Linked DNA regions of Mus musculus: region 2 is linked to region 1. A link is a contact called in public Hi-C data. All regions are on one chromosome and are shown on one strand. The core of a region is the stretch at or near the end of the contact, and the rest is flanking DNA. Distances in the headings are between cores, read along the strand shown.

Region 1 (5,747 bases), core at 1,758-4,257:
GGCTCCCCTTTCATGTGGCTGGCTGAAGAGGAACTCCAGAGAGACCTGGGACTCAACTCCCCTCTAGATAAGTGCTAGGTAAGATAGTCTGACCTGCTTCCCAGCCTTGGAACTTGTTCTCTCTCCCGAGCCCTCCCCTCCAGTGCCCACTCGGGTGTGACCCCACAACTAAGGAAAGCTTTTAGCAGGCTTGGGAGAACAGACTCACTGTCCCAGGTTCCACATGTCAAAGCTAGGAAATGGGTGGCTTCAAGCCTGTCTCTACAGCCTGGTGCTCACAGAGGAGGGTATCTCAAGGCTCCACAGAGACTAGGAAGAAGCTTTCAGCTGGCAGCATGCACGGCCTGGTACACACCCATGTCTTGTAACCCCAGAGCAGGTCCAACCTCAGGCTTCTGCAACTAACTCAGTCAGGATGAAGCCTTGGCAAGGAACACGCTGAAACCCATCAGGCCCTGCAACACTGAAGAGTGTATCACACTGGACTAGCCAGCCTTGTGCCACAAGGTGGTCTTTTCACTCTTTCTCAGCCAACAAACCTATGGTCATCTGATGTCCAGTTTCAAATGCTGCCCCCTGCTGACACAGCAAGGGAGGGCAGTTCCAGTTAAGCACCTCAGCTGGTCCTGCAAAGGTCAGAACCATTTCCTCTACCCAGGACTCGCCAAGTTTGGGCCCCAATTCTCCAAGTCTGCAGGGAAGAATGCTTCCTCCACATTCCCCAACAGTGCCTGGCCTCAGCCACAGACCTGGGGTATACCAGCTGGATTCACTGCTGTTACTGACCGGCTCAGGCACTCAGCAGGAGTGGGATTCAACTGAAGAAGCCTCAATGACAGGGTGTTGTCAGAGTAAACAATGGGAGGTTATAATCACTCCCCCCAAATCTTAGTCTCTGAAATGAGGCTAAAGCATACAGGAATGGATGGATGGATGGACACACACACACACACACACACAACCCAACTGCATTTGCTCTCCCTCCTCAGTCAGAAAATGGGCCTTCTCTCCAAGATACCCTGACACATAGGCCCCCACTTTTGAGATTCCAGGTCAGGGAAAACTCAAATACCTGAAACAAGATGCCTGGCCTATCCCAACCCAGCAGACAGAAGGACATCTAGTGGGAAGCAATGGAGCCAAAGGTAACAGCATCACCCCCAACTTCTTGCCAGGGTCTTAGGCCCATCACTTCCTCTCCTTGAACTTCAGATTCCTCCTCTGTAAAAATGGGAACCTAAGAACGATCTCTCAGGGACCCATCAAAGGCTACTTTAAAGGGAAGAGAAGAGGCAGCCTTAAGTGAAGGCCAGCTGTGGTGTGAATGGTTGGCCTCCTCCTGCACCCCTACCCTAGGTAGACACAAGTCCCTAAGCGCTAAAGGAGGCACGAGCATGGTGTCCAGCAGTGTACCTGAGGAACAGAAAGGTGGTTCTTTAACTCCTGCCAGAAACTAAAGTGGTAAAGAGGGGACACACCCATTTCAGTTACTGAAACCCCAAGGACTTGTTCTAGACCACGGGGAACACAATTGGTCCTCCTGGCTGGTTCCCTAGACCCAAAGCCCCAGTAGTCTCAATGACAGTGGTCGGAGGGAAAACTACAGAGTACTTCAGGAGCCACGTGTGAGATGTAGTATCTTTATGCGTGAGTAGTGTCCCAGAGACGCAAGAGTGACTGAGCTGGACCAATCAACACACTCAAGGTCAACCAGCACCACTGCTTTCCCACACCTCTCTTCACTGTACTGCTCTCTATCCATAAAGTTTGTGTAAACTCCCCTAAGTCTATCTCTTGTCCCCATGGGTCCACAACCCCGCCAGCCAAGTACAGAGTCCCAAGCACACATTCTAACCCTTGAGTAGAGTCGAATAGGGTCGGTTTGCAGAAAGATTCACTCCCTCTAGCAGACGAGCAGGCTTAGGTGGGAATACAAGTTCCCCTACCCTACATGCTCGCCGTACCTCCCTCTAAGTAGGAGCTTCCCAACTCCCACAAAGGCCGAGGAGGCGATTTAGGGCGGAACCACCACACCTTGGCCAGCTTAGACTCCCTGGGTGACCTTGGTTAAAGAACCCCTTTAGTTTCGGCTAAGCCTTATTAACAATAGAGACTGAAATCTCCCCAGGGCGCCCCTAAAAAAGCCACAGACAAGAAACTAGGTGTTCACATTATGGGGAAGGAAAACAAAGTCCCAGAGGATAAGGCTCCTCCCCAAAGCAGGCCGTGGGGCTCCAGCAGTTTTCCAAAGCTACCCCTCCTTGGGGATGGGACCGAAGCTCGTACACCTGTCTCAGGAGGGGCCTCCGTTGTTCCCCTTACTCCGTAATGCCGCACTCGGAGGAACACTGAGGGGAAAAGGCAGGCAGCACCGCTGGGGCTAGAGCGCTGTGACTTTAAGAGCCGAGGATCCCGGACCATGTGCTCGGCGTGAGACAAAAGCAACAACAAAGGAAGTGGCGGCTGCAGGGGGAGGGGTTGGCTCCTTCCCCTCCACCGCAGCGCTCTGCAAGGCAGAAGAGCGGCCCGGACTAGGTAGCCGCAGGCAGCACCTGGCCCGGGGGCCCCGCCGCCGTCTCCCACCACTCCCTCAGCCCGGGATCGACGCCTACGAGGCCGGCAAACAACGCGTCCCCGAGGGAGCCGTAGTTCCGGGGTGCGGGTCCGAAGTTAAGAGGCCCGGCCCGACTCACCGGCAGCCGTCCGACCACACGCGGGCTCCTTTGTTCGCGATGCGGGGTGCGGACGGTGAAGCGCCCGCTCCTTCGCGAGCCTGCTCTGTCTTCCGCCTCCCCAGCCCGGGCCCGAGAGAAGGGCGGCGCAGGACGCAGCTGTGCTCTCCGGCGGGCTGGCCCTTTAAGAACTGTCCGCGGCGGCCGGATGGAACCAGCCCCACGTTTTGATTCACAACATTCGGATCGGCGGGGGCGCGCAGCGCGGGAGGCGGCTCGCGGGGGCGCGCCAGGACGCGCAAGCAAACAGTAGCGGCAAGAGCGGACACCCGCCCCGCCCCGCAGGCCCCGCCCCGCAGGCCCCGCCCCGCGCCGCGCGTCGGCCAATCGCGTCCTGCGGGCGGCACGTGACTAGCGGGTCGCCATCTTGAAAGGCTGGCTAAAAAAGCCTCTTCGCCCCCACCTCATACTTCAAAGCCCACAAGGCCGAGTCGCAGGTGATGAGCGGTGCGAGCCCAGGTACGGGGACCGTGGCACGCACTAACAGGTCAAGGTTACCTTCTTAGGGCCGCGGCCTCTGTGGGGCACGCAGCCTCTCACGCAGCCGAGGTGAGAGGACCGCTCTTAGCTCGGCAAGCACACTTCCCGGAGATGACGTCACCACAAGCCCGGCAGGCCTGCGATGACCTCATAGCTCACCTCGCCTCTCTACTCGCTCGCTTTCTGTTCCGTTAGACGGCGCCTTTAAACAGCTGGGACAACCCAGGGCTGAAGAGACCAATGACTGAGGAGCCATGCAAATGATTTAACGTCTCCTGGGTAGGGGGATTGGTCTTGCGCGTGCTGACGTCACAGAAACATCTCGGCACCCCGCCCCTAGCGCGGCCCGGGAAAAGGGGTGGAGAGGCTCTAGTTCAGCTGAAGTGGGAAGAGTTGGGATCTCCTGAACCAGGCCCAGGGAGGTTTCTGCAGTTTAGTTCTCTAAGCTTCTCAACGACTGAGAGCCTAGGGATCAGGACAAGCAAGCCACTGTACCGGAAAGAAGAGTCACTCCTCCAGGACCGGCGGATCAATAGTTCGAGAACAGCCTGGTCTACATAGCTACAGAGACCTTGTCTTCAAAATACAAGCAACAAAAATATCACACACCCAGATAGTAACACAGCTGAGGCGAGAGAGGGGGCAGACGTCGGTGTCCCCTTAGGATGCCCCCCCCCCCCCCGGCCAGGCAAACATACAAAGTGGGGTATGGTGTGTCTGCATCGATTATATAAGCAGAACATCACCATTACCTAAAGCACTCATGTCTACTAGGCCGGTCTGTAGTAACTGGACTACTACAGAGTCCACCAACCCAGAACAGGATGTCAGTAGAAAATGGCAACATTTGTTAAACCTCTGTGGCTACAGATGGGTGACACTCTGTACTTTGTGGATGCATCCCATAATCCCAAATATTTAAAAAACAAACCAATTTACTAACAAGGTGTAACAATATTATCAATTTCAACTGAATATTGTATCAGCATACAGTGGGAAGTGATTTGGGAAAAGACACAGGAATTCTCATTAGGGTGCACCTGTTCAGGAGGGCAGATTTGTTTTTTGAGACAGGGTTTCTCTGTATAGCCCTGGCTGGCCTCAGAAATCCACCTGCCTCTGCCTCCCAAGTGCTGGGATTATGCCACCACTGCCCAGCAAGGAGGGCAGATTTTTAAATTTTTCTTTGTATTACTATTGTTTTTGTGTGCTTATAAACATAATCTCCTCTATCTCAGGCAGCCTCAACTCTTGATCCTCTTCCCAAGTGCTGAGATTACAGGCATTATACCACCACTCCTAGTTTAAATTTTTTTAATTTGGTAACTGTGTATTTGCTTTTAAAAATTCTAGACAGAGGGCTGGAGAGATGGCTCAGCGATTAAGAGCACTAGTTACTATTCCAGAGAACCAGGGTTCATTTCCCAGCACCCACAGGGCAGTTTACAACTGTCTGTAGCTCCAAGGAATCTGACACCCTCACACAGACATACATGCAGGCAAAACACCAATACACATAAAATTCTATTCAAAAAAATTCTAGCCGGGCGTGGTGGTGCACACCCTTAATCCCAGTACTTCGGAGGCAGAGGCAGATGGATTTCTGAGGCCAGCCTGGTCTACAAATTGAGTTCCAGGACAGCCAGGGCTATACACAGAAACCCTGTCTCAAAAAACAAACAAACAAAAAATTCTAGACAAAACTGGGTGTAGTGGCCGATGCCTTTAATCCCAGAAACTGGGAAAGGCAGGTGGCCTCTGAGTTAGAGGCCACCCTGATCTACAGACTGGACAGCTAGGGCTACACAGGAATCTTGTCTCAAAATACAAATTCTAGACAGTACAACCCACTGAATAAAATTGCCAAAACCTATAAAACAATATATCTTAGGCTTATTTTTAAAGGACTTTATCATTTTATGTATATGTATGAGGGTGTGTCTGCCTATATGTTTGTACAACTCACAGGCAATGCTTGTAAGGGCCAGAATATATCATTGGACCCCTGAGAACTAGAGTTAAAGACAGCTTAAATCAACTGATATAGATGCTTGGAATCGAACCCTGGTCCTCTGGAAAAGCAGCAAGTGCTCTTAACTGCTGAACTACCTCTCCAGTCCTTTAAGCCCAATTTTATGACATAAAAACTTTTCTCTTACAATGAAAATCTCTTCTCATGGAAAGTAGCCAATGGAAGAATCTAGAAGAAAACTGGGAGGGGGGGGTCCACCCTTTGGCTCAGAACACCCTTTAGCCAACTAACTGCACTGATGATACGCAGCCAACATGCTGAAGGCAAGGTGGTACAGGGGCAATGTGCGGAGATCTCTGAGCAACAGGACATCAAGGTAATGACGTAGTGGCACAGGCGATACTTGGGATGGCACTCTATTTCCCACGAATGCGCATGAACTTGGACACGCACAATGATGTTCTTTGTTGGCCCCTTATCAATTCTCCCGTTCCCTTCAACCTCATGTCCACCAATTACAAGCACCTAGAAATCCTGCCCATGTTCAAAGACACTTAAATCTG
Region 2 (5,747 bases), core at 2,170-4,669, 1.9 Mb after region 1:
CCAACTGTCACAAATCTTGGTCTGTCCTAGCCTCCCTTGGAGCCTTGGAAATGAGTGAGGATGGATGGGGTAGAGGGAAGAAGACGACCTGGAGCCCAATTTCCTGTCCCTGTGCAGAGTGCAGGGGTCACTATCAACAAGAAGACTTAGAGGAAAAGCCACTTGGTGGCCACACCTTGATGGTCATCCACATGGGAGCTAACCTCAACATGAGCTGAGATTTTTCTGGGGTAAATACTCCACTTTATTCCTTTTGGGTCAATCATTTGATTCATACCTTATCCTCACCTGAAGGTTGCCCATCTAACATCTAACAGGAGCCAGGGCTTCTAGGGAACCTCACTAAGGGACCCTGTCAAAATGTGGAGCCTCACTCTGTGGGTCTGCAGAGGGCCGCTTTCCTAACGCATTCTCCAATGTTGGGGATGCTGCCTTTCCGCACGTCACACCTGGAGTGGCAAGGCTGTGGGAGAGCTCTGGAAAGCTCACCTAGATCCCTAGTCAGCCCTTAAGTGTCACAAACAGGGCTGCTGCTTCTCGCCTACGCGCCTCACTCGCACGCACGCACGCACGCACGGGAGCACGGTGCTGCGTGACAAAAGAAGCATGTTGGTTTAATTTCCCATTCCTTCTAGGTTGCACACGGGGCAGTCTGGAGGGGCTGAGTGTCCTCTGGAAAAGCTTTGACCGTTTCCCTTGATGCTCAAGCATCTCACCGGGAACTTGGGGGTGGGAGGAGCAGAGCCTGAGCTGGCCTGATGCCCACCTTCACGTCCATAAACACAGGATCCCATGCAAAGGCTCATTGGAAACATTAGCTTGTCTTTTGCTGCTGAAGGGCCACTGTCTGCACAGTCTGAAGTTGTTTTCAAATAGCTCTTGGTGAGCTTGGTTGTGCCACTAAACACAAAGCAGCTATTTTTCTAAAGTACCTTGTAAAGGTCTAGTAATTATTGTTCCAAACAAGCCTCGTTTTCTCTTGTTTAGATTTTCTTCCGTGGAAAGAAAGAAAAAAAAAAGCTTCTCAAATGAAAGGTCTGTGTTCTGCCCTGGTGCCTCCAGGTCATGGGGCTGGAGGGCCTCCCTACCCAGCAACATCACCAGCAACATCACCCTCTTTGAAGCAGCAGCTATTACCATGGGGGGGTATGTTTACATTACTGCCTTTTATGGTTTGGGGCAGTGTGGAGCCTGCGGTGGAATTTTTAAAAATATCTAAACAGTAACTGAAGCATTACTGTGATCCCCGTACTGAGCTCATGGAAAAACTCGACTCATCGAATGTTAGTTTTATGGAGAGGGGAGTGAGGATGGGTGAGATCACTAACTAGCCTCGCTCAGACCCCTCCTCCATCTCTCGGGAGATGGGGGTGCTAGACTGGAAGGTGGAAAGTGTGCCTCCCAGACTCTTCCCCAAGTTAGCACGGCCACCTCTCCTGGCCTCCAGGGAGGCTTTCTGGGATCCAGCCCGCACTTGACTCTCTCTCTCCGGATGTTTTCCGGCACCCTAGACCAGACACTCATCGGATTCAGAGATGCGGCTTGCTTTCTAGCAGAGCGAATGTTGCTTAGGTGTGCTCTGTGTGCAGCCTTTCTCTCTGTTCCTCCATCAAGGCCTCCTTCCTCCCACTGCATCTCCCACCTCCACCCACTCGGTTATTAGCATCCTTCGAGGGACCACTCTCTGCTTGGACCTCCCCTCCAGCAAATCACTGATGCCTCTTGCTCCCTGTCCCCTCATTAAAGAATGGCTTCCAGATCTGGATCTCCACCTTTTACCCTTCCCTGGAGCCCTGGATTGGGCTGTCTGTGGACATTCCATCGAGATGAGTCATGTGCACCTCAAACTCATCAGGTCCCAAGCTACTCATCCGTCCCTGGCAACAGACACCCATCTCCGTGCCCTTCTTATGAAAAACAGCAGCAGCAGCAGCAGCAGCCACCACAGTGTCCGGAACTCAAACACCTTATGTATCCCTGATTCTTCTTTGTCCCTAGGCACATGGTGTACCAGTGGCTTTTCCCACTGCAGGGACAAGGCTTGACAAGAAGCAGTTCAGGAGAGGAGGTTTGTCTTTTGTCTCAGCTCACAGTTCAGAGCACAGTCCTTGTGGCTGGGAAGGCAGGCAGCAGGAGGCCGAGTGCTCACATCTCTCTGGGTTGCCAGGCAGAGTGTGGGATGTTCATGTTCACCTTATCCACCCCCCCCCTTTTATTCAACCCATGACCCTATCCCATGGCATGACGCCACCTTCATTCAAGACGGGTCTTTACCTTTGGACCACTGTTTTTCCCAAAACACCATTCAGTGATGAGCTTCGCCGATGCCCCTGGGCATTTGCCAGCCCAACCCAGTGGGCAATCAAGGTGAACCAGCACCTGTAGCTCCTATGTTCCCTTGAGACTATTGTCTTCTTCTAGACATACGTCCATCCCTTCTCCACTTCCACCACAGTCGCTCAAGCTCCAATGTGGTCCCCTCCTGCTCACTCGACCCTCCTGCTGCCTGCTCAGGACATCAACTGGGCCATTCCCTTGCTTCCTCAACACTGGCAGATTCTTAGCTTGGAGCCCTGATGATACACTGCTGTTTTCTGCTCTACTCTCCACCCAGCGCGCTTTGCTGAACTGGATGCCTGGGTCCTCTTAAACCATCCTCCTTTGGCCTGGCCAAATCCTGTTCTGCCTTCAGATCTAAAAGCGGCCGCTGCCATACTGTGCCATACTGTGCCTAGGTCAGGTGCCTACTCCAGACTCCTAATGCCCCAGCTGCCTCTCTACATCTTTGCTAGGCCCATGTTCTCCCAAGCACTGAGAGCTCACCCCTGGGACTAGTAGAAGCAGGTAAGGGGAGGGTGGTTAATAGATGCTAGGGCGAGTTCTCACCTCCCTACCATGTGACCGTTGGCATATTTCAAGCTCATCCAAGGCATGGTTCCTAGCCGATCTATCTCTTGGCAGCATCTACCTCACATTCACAGATCTTTATTGAAGCCAGGTGAGGGATTCCTGAATGCCAAGGTGTGAGCCCCACCCTTCCCACTTTTCTACGGTCTGTCAACAGGAAGACTTACTCCTCCTCTACAGTGTATCAGCAGGGCTGATGCATCTGGACTGCAGAGGCCAGTCTGTCCGTGCCTAAGTGTGAGGGAGTCAGCACAGACCCTCTGGCTTCCTGCAGTCTGCTAGAGAGCTATCTTCGGGCTCTAAGCATGAACACCTTAAGAAACTGAAACTTGAGGACTAGTTCCTTTGGACCCGCACTTTGTGCGAAGTGGGAGGGGGTGTGTGAGCTGGGCGGTGCAGGAGGGCGCGGGTGCTTAGTAGTGGCGTGGTCTGGGAGGCGCCGGCTGCCCTTCCCCTCCCTCTGCCGCTCCCTCCCTCGGGCTACTAAACCCAGCGCGCGCTGCCCCGCTGCTCTCACTTCACCAGCACCGCCCGCGCCTGCTTTCATCGTGGGTCCGCGCGTGCTCCAGCTCCATGGCGCTCCTCATGCGACTGCTGACCCTCGCTCTGGCACTGTCTGTGGGCCCCGCTGGGACCCTTGCAGGTCCCGCCAAGTCACCCTACCAGCTGGTGCTGCAGCATAGCCGGCTCCGGGGTCGCCAGCACGGGTAAGTCCCAGCCGCTCTGTGATGGGAGGCGTGAGCATAGGACAGGTCACTGAACTGCCAGTGTGCTCAGCTGGGGACATCATACCTGGCCAGGGGTGCGCGCGCGGGGGAGTGGAGGTGGGGGACGACAAAGCCCGAAGGAATATTAGCCATTGCATAGAAAGACCAAACCTGCGTGGAGGTTGATGAGATAAGGGGACACAGTGGAACAGTTTGTGAAGAAAGGGTTGGGGGCACTGGCCAGTGACCACAGAGTCAGACAAAAGTGCATGAAACAGTCTAGGGGACTATCAGTCTCCTTTCTTGACTCTAGGTAGAAGGGGGCGTTGGCAGCTCTCAACGCAGAATCACCATCACCCTGAGACAGTACCTACCTACCATAGAGGGGAAAACCAGGCAGGTCACTGTCCATTGATTCCAGGAGTGTTACTGGTCATACCTGGTGGCAGGACCCTAGCTAGGTGCCCACTACTCCTATGCATTTGGTATTGCTCTGCACCCAAACACTCAACACCAACAGTGCTTGCTGGCCAAAGATGTAGAGCAGGAGGCTTCACCACCCTTTATACATGCTAGACAGATTGGGAAACCGAGTCCTGAGAAGGAACCATTTTGCCCTGCAGTATGTCCTGGAGTCAGGACTGGCATCTGTCTTAAAGCGACAGGCAGCTTTGTAAACGTGGGACATTGGTGCTTCAGGTATTTCTCTGAGATGTTGCAGATGTGTAAGTTTTCGGAGACGCACTCTGGCCAAGGCTTTGCCCTGATGAAGAGCCTGGCATGGTATTTCTACACACAACCAGGTCATGCCTGCTCCAAACAGAGCCCAGCTTTGTTGCATGTCCAGACTACCTGGGTGTATGAACATCATTTATACTAGAGGAAAACTCTATGGGAAAAGTAGAGTACTGACTTCCGGGGAGGCCTGGTGCCCATGATCAGGCATTCGCACCCCAGGCTATTCCCAACTCTCCAACAGACTACACAGATCTATATTCAGATCTAAAGGAAAAACAAACCATGTGGCCAGTGGCGGTTGTCTTTTTAGACCCAGACACAGCTTCAGCCTCCAGCAACTGGGTAGACTCTGGACTCGAGTAAAGGATGCGAATTTTAGGGAGAAGTTACCTTTCTTCTGCATGTGGCTTTCCAGTCTCTTGTAGCCCCCCCAGATGTTCAGTGCTTGGGGCAAAACAAGTTGCTGGGTGCGGGACTGGCCACAGGCAGAACAGAACCAAGCCAGGCTTCACGGCCTCCTGAAAGGAGACAGGCAGTGGAAAAGGTCCTTGGGTCATATTTTAACTTAGGCTGTGGGTATGAAGGATTGAGAGGGCAGATAGGAAAAATGCAGATTTGAAGCCTCAGAGCCAAACATGGAAAGCCAGAGCATCTCTCATCCCTGCCCGGTTCACCTTTGGGTCCCACTGCCTTTCTTGAATGTTGCATTCAGTTCTGTTCCCTCCTTCCTCCTAACCACTAAGATCACCACAGGTCACCCTGCAGTGTCGTAACCCAGAGCTGCAATGTCAACAGCCACAGTGAAAGGTCTCTAGAGATATCGTGTAAGATCTATCTCTGAGGCCAGCCTCCTTCCCTTCAGAGCCCAGGACACTGTCAGGAAAACCAGTGCTTTAAGAAACTTCAGATGTGGACCAGTGAGGTGGCTCAGCTAAGGTCCGGGCTGCCAAGCCTGATGACCCACATGGAATAAGTGAACCAGCCTTCCAAATGTTGTGGGAAGCTCACTGTGGCATGTGCTTCCAACAAACACAAAATGAGCGAATGATTTCGATTCACTTCTCTGAGGTTCTTGCCCTGAGCTGGAAAACTTGTAGCAAGTAATCTACAATAGGCTGATGGATCAAGAGATGATGTGCTGAGCGGGAGGATGCATACCTTCCATCCCATCTACTCCTGAGGCTGGAAAAAGAGGCGGGCAATTCAAAAGGAGATCCCATCTCAAAATAAATATGAGAAAGACCACAGCAGCACCCTTCTCTAAGGGGAATCTGGATTCCCCAGAGGCACACAAGCAGTGGCAAATGGTTACAGGCATTGTTACATAGTTGCATTTACTCTGACCTAACTGTCCCTGAAAAACCACGGGACTGCCTGGCCTTGCACACATGGGTG

Evidence for each region. A called contact is a pair of places that touch in the nucleus more often than the background predicts.
Region 2: a contact with region 1 is called in a Hi-C map of neutrophils, with 7 times the contacts expected there. The contact joins the promoter of Tgfbi here to the promoter of Rnf44 in region 1.

Annotation. Positions count from the first base shown.
Region 1 is chr13:54,684,801-54,690,547 of GRCm38.p6, forward strand. Rnf44 (ring finger protein 44) reads right to left here and starts at 3,008. Exons shown (of 11, transcript NM_001146026.1): 1 at 2,694-3,008.
Region 2 is chr13:56,606,167-56,611,913 of GRCm38.p6, forward strand. It overlaps Tgfbi (transforming growth factor, beta induced), which reads left to right and starts at 3,420. Exons shown (of 17, transcript NM_009369.5): 1 at 3,420-3,614. The coding sequence starts at 3,481.